Regions from separate parts of the Mus musculus genome. Here region 1 is linked to region 2. A link is a contact called in public HiChIP or PLAC-seq data. All regions are on one chromosome and are shown on one strand. Each heading gives the region's core, a stretch centred on a gene start, on an enhancer-like site or on the middle of the called end of the contact. The rest is flanking DNA. Distances are from core to core; before and after follow the strand shown.

Region 1 (2,728 bases), core at 54-2,553, 370 kb after region 2:
CCACATGGCGGTGGTAGGGTCACAACTGCCTATAATTCCAGTTCCAGGGGATCTGACACCCTCTACTAGCCTCTAAGGGCACCCACACACGTGGTGCACAAGATATGCTCAGGCACACGCAATATTTACTGTATGTATGTTCACAAGTGTCATTGTTTGAGAATGAAGATCAGGGTGGAAACTGTGGGAGTTGGCATTGGTTTTCTCCCTCCATCATGTAGGTTCTAGGCATTGAACTCGGGTCTTCAAGCTTGGGGGAAGCACCCTTACCTGCTGAGCCATTTTGCAAGCCAAGACTTCTTTCTCTTTTTCTTTGAGACAGGGTCTCATTATGTAGACCATGCTGGCCTTGAACTCAGAAATCTACTTACCTCTGCTTCCCAAGTGCTGGGATTAATAGTCAACCACCATGCCAGGGCAATGGAATTTCTTAGTTTCTCACTTACTGCGTGCCAGAGTTTTTTCTAATGTTTATATGAGGAACATAAATGTTTTTTTTAGATTGAGGTTCCTCAAAGTAGATTCAAACTCCTGGATCAAGCAATTCTCGCCCTTAAACCTCCTGCATAACTGGACTTAAAGGAGTGTCACCAAGCCTCGTGGTACTTTTGACCTAGTACCACGTCTCACGGGCTATACAAGCCTAGGTCTACTTTATCCCAGGGCTATTCGCTTGATGTCTCAGAATGCTCCAATTGCACAAGAGCTTGAGCTCTCTATGTCTGGCATTTCCTTAAACCACATCTGCAGGGATGGGTTCTAGAAGGTTCTCACCTACACACAGCTTTCTTGAAGTGAGACTCTTTTGTGGGAGCGGGACCCCACTCCTCGGTGATGGCCACACTGGGAAGCACAGAGAAACACACAGGCTTGTTTCCTCCCAGGCTCCGCTCTACACCGGGAGTTTTGAGACTGGGTTTCCTCTTTTTTTTTTTTTTTTTTAAAGTTGGTAGCAACATAGCTGCTGCTACAGTTTCCAGAGGCTCCAACGCCGGGAGCTTCCTCTCCCTGGGGATATCTAAAAGGCACTTCCGTTCCCCATTGCCCTTTCTCTACGCTCAACCCGTGGGTACCTGGGGGCACAAGTGCCTTAATCTAAGTCTGCACTATCAAACAATCGGAAAAACAGCTCAGATACCAGCGCTCAGCCGCGCCGATCCTGATAAGAGTCCTAGAAAGCTCCGCGCCCTCGGCCCTTCTCAATATGGCGCCGCCCAGCGGCCGCCGCGCGGAAGGCCGGTCACGCTGACGTGTGTGCGCGCGCGCGCGCTTCCTCCGCGCCCCGCCTCAGCGCATGCGCACTGCGCGCTGTCGTCTCCCGGTCTGAGCAGCAGCGGCGGTGGCATCAGGGACGGCGGCGGCGGCGGTGGTAGCCGCGGCGGCGTTTGAGTGGAGGAAGATGGCGGCTCCGGGCGACCCCGGGTTCCGCCAGCGGTGAAGATCCCCCGAGCACAGCAAGCACCGGCCTGAGGCAGAGCGGCTGTGCTCTGGCCCCGGCCCTGGCTCCTTCGCCACCGTCGCCGGAGACGCGAAACCGAGAGCGCGGAGCGGTCTGGGCCAGGTGAGGCCTCTCCCGGTGCGGGGCCGCGGCCAGGCGCCGACGCCTCTTGCGCTTCATGCCCGGGGACCCCGGGGCACCCCGAGTCCGGCGCGGGCCCCGTGTCCTGCGCGGGCGTGGGTCTTGGCGGGCCTGGGGTCTTGCTGTCGTCATCCTCGGCTTCCCAGGCTAAGGTGGGGACGTGCGCCCCTTTGCAGCCAGCTCTCGGGATGGGCGCAGACCTGTGCCCTCTCCTCAGCAGGGTGGTCCGGGTCCTCCTCCAGGCCGGGAAAGGATGCGCGGTCAGGGGGTGGAGAATGGCTTTCGGGGTGTCATGGAGCCTCACCCCGCCCCCTGAAACCCTGAAGTCCTCGGTGAAGAGCGGGAGCCCGCTTGCTGCCCTCCTGAATTGGGGCTGCGGCGAGGGGGCCGGCGGGCGTCTCAGAAGCTGCAGCTGCCCAAGAGATGATTTTTTTGGGGAATCGGCTGACGAAATAAAACACAAGCAGTTCCTTCCCTGACCCCTAGCCGTCTGAGTGTTCTCTTAGTGGGAACTGCAGCTCTCCTGGCTGGAGACAGCAGTCCACGTTGTGACTGAAGAAGGCTTGCCCCGGTGAGAATTGTCCGTGGAGGGTGGCAACGAGTTTGTAAATCAAGAAAACCACAATTAGGTGAGAGAGCCTGGTAGCTTCAGCTGAGAAAACTTGAGATGCTGGAGTTGGTTGGAAACCTTTGGAATAAGCCGGTTGCTTTGTCTGTTGGATCCTCGGAGTTTTAGTAGGAAAAGCCATGTTTCGTTTCTCAGTTGCCAAAGCGTTTGGACTTTACAGTGGCAGCGTTCCGATGGATCTAAGATACAGAACCAGACAGACACATTACTGGGTTTCACTTGCCGGAGGCAACACTCGATTATTTTTGTTATTTATTTATTTTTCTCGGAACTTTTTTGTTGTTGTTTAAGTGGTAGTAATTGAGAGTCTTTAGTTTCATTTCTTTAGGGTAGAGAAGATGTTTGATGCCGGGTGGCCTTTTCATGGAGCAAGAATGGCTTCACATGGATTTGTGCTGTTGTGAATTGTCGGGGCCATCTCTTTTGCTTGGACACACCAAACGTCTTTTGTAACACATCGGGTTTTGCTTGTGTTTAAGAATGATGACATCATGGATTTAAAGGGACAAGGATAAATTGGC
Region 2 (2,700 bases), core at 157-2,656:
GACATGCCCCAGTCTTGGCTCTTCCCGGGGGACAAACACCCACATTTTCATCAACACCCCTGTCTGATCAAATGCTCAGATCTCCCCATTTGAAAACCTCCATCAGGATCAGCAAGATGGCTCGGTGGACAAAGGCGCCTGCTGCCAAGCCTGCCGACCTGAGTCCTGGAGCTCACATGGTGAGAGGAGAGCTGACTCCCACAGGCTGGCTGCCGACCTCGGTACACAGAGCCTGAGGAATGACACCTGAGTTTGTCCTGGCCTCCGCAGGCTCCCACACACCCCTGCATCTACAGACAATAAGAGCACTTGTGACCTAGACTTAAGGCGAGAGCTAGCCTGGGATCCTGGCGAGGATGCTGGGCTAGCTCTGGCCTCTGGCCTCTACTCGGCACCCACTTTCAAGCAGCTTGTCCTCTGGGAGTGGGCGCCTCTGATGATACCAGGCTTTCCCTTCCTTGTGTCCTCAGCCTCTCACCAGTGGCCTGTGAGCCACCCAGACCGCCAGTGCTTTCCTGCTGCTGGGGTCAGACAGTCACTGACCCACTGACCCTGGGCACCTCCCAGAGGCCTTTATGGACATCACTTGGGTCACGATGCCCAGCTCTGTGGGGGAAGCTGCTGCAATTCCCACATGAAAGGCTGCATCAGACTCCACCCACGAGGCTTCCTCCATTGTCCTAGGTGACCCGGAACCTGGCAGAGGTCACAGTGCTCAGTAAGTACTCAGGTTATATTTGTTGAATGTACAAGGGAATGGAAAAAATGAACAACAAATGAACTGTTGGGGATCTGATCTGCCCAGTACTGTACAGAGTACCTAACAAACAGTACCTCAGAGTATTTAACAAACAACACCACGGAATACCTAACAAACAGCACTGTGGAGTACCTAACAAACAGCACCTCAGAGTACTTAACAAACAGCACCATGGAGTACTTAACAAACAGCACCATAGAGTGCTTAACAAACACATTTGGAGTTGCCACACTTAATCCTTAAAGTCATTTCATGAGGTAAGGTAAATCAGGCCCAGCTGCCCAAGCCCTCCCCACCGTCAGCCTACAGCAGGGACTGTTTCTCCCTTGTTAGGCAGCCCTGTAATTCCTTGCATTGAGTGCCAGGCAGTTGTATTTATACCTCACAGAGAACTAATTGGCACGATAGGCCCCACACCTCTGGCTTATCTCTCTAGCAGATCTCTTGCCCAGAACCTGAGCTGGGCCAGCAGCGCCCAGCTCCTGCCTGCCCCAAACTGCCCCCACAGGCCCAGGATCTCTGCCCCTCTCACCCGCGGACATCCAGCGGGGTCGCTGTGCCCACCACACACACGGCGTGAGTGGGCTGCTCGGGGGCCACGTGGATCACCGCGCCTTGGGCCATCCTTGCTCGCTCGGTCAGCAGGCAGCAGGAAGCCCCTGGGCTGGTTCCTTTATAGTGCCAGGCGAGCCCATGAGTCAGCACCTGCCCTGCCCCGGAGGCCCAGCCCCTCTCCACTCAGGTGCCCCAGTGGCTGCACAGCCTCCTCTACCCTGGGCCACCCAGGACCCCCCCACCCACCCATGGGTGTCCACAGTGAAGCCTGCAACAGCAGAAGAGTGGGGCACTCGGAAGCCTGTGAGGGGAGAGCACAGGCTATGCCCTTAGCCACCCCTGCCTGGGCCAGGACTGCACATCTTGCCCAAGCACACTTAACAAGACATTGGAAAGAAGGGGAGAAAGGCAGGAGAAGGCTAAACAGAAGGCTATTCTGGGCGTGGCTGAGGTCGCCGCCCTACCCCCCACTCTTCTCTTCGGGACTTGCTCTCCGCTGAAATGCTCCCAGGACAGTCTGTGAAACTCAAGCTGTTGCAGTCCCTTCCCCCACTTCATCCTTGAAGCATCTCTGAGGTCAGCTCACATCATCACACCCACTTTCCAGATGAAGAAACTGAGGCCCAGGGTAGAGGAGGCTCTGCAGCCAGTAAGGATTTGAACAGAAGCTGGCCACAGGGTAGGGCCTTTATTAGCAGTCTGTCCTGGTGACGTGGTCTTTTCAAACCTTAAGACAAAGGCTTCTCACTGTAACACCAAGCATCCGAGGGCAGTTGACTGCCAGCCCATTTTATAGAAGGGAAAGCTGAAGCACAGAGAGGAAAAAGTAGTGGGGGCCATGGGCACGGCTGGGAGGGGAAACCATGTTACCCAACCTAGAGGTGAGGTTTGCTGCATACCCTGGGTATCTGCCTCTACAGGACCTCCCCCAGAAGACCAGATGGTGCGGGTGTGGGCCGCGCCCGCCCTGAGGGCACTCATGAGGGCTCTGCACCTGGTGCCAGGGCTGTCTGCTCATGGGGTGAACTGGGGGTGGGGATGACAAGTCCTAACAGGGAGCACCCAGAGAGGGTGTGTCTGTCTCGGAGGCTGCCGAGAGCACAGGGTGTTTGGGGGGCTGTAGGGTCTCCTTTGGCTCCACATCAAAGGCCGCAGGATTCGGTAGACCTGAGCCCATGGCCTCCTGGCCAGCGTCCCCAGAGCTCAGCACATGTGTGTGCTGGACAGGAGGCTACTGGGGGTCTGAGAGGCCAAAAAAAGGCTCCTGGGTCCCGTGATCCCTAAATAGGAGTTAGGACCAGGGTCCCTTTCTGTCCTCAGGGGGTTTGGTACAGGAGCCAGGCCACCAGCCATAGTATAAAGACATGGTAGGAGTCTGTTTTGTC

What was found. HiChIP or PLAC-seq counts read pairs in DNA pulled down with a chosen protein or histone mark.
Region 1: an H3K27ac HiChIP or PLAC-seq map of embryonic stem cells shows a contact between it and region 2, with 5 read pairs. The contact joins the promoter of Fbxo42 here to the promoter of Padi4 in region 2.

The regions. Positions count from the first base shown.
Region 1 is chr4:141,146,619-141,149,346 of GRCm38.p6, forward strand. Fbxo42 (F-box protein 42) reads left to right here and starts at 1,304. Exons shown (of 10, transcript NM_172518.3): 1 at 1,304-1,561.
Region 2 is chr4:140,772,797-140,775,496 of GRCm38.p6, forward strand. It overlaps Padi4 (peptidyl arginine deiminase, type IV), which reads right to left and starts at 1,407. Exons shown (of 16, transcript NM_011061.2): 1 at 1,293-1,407. The coding sequence starts at 1,384.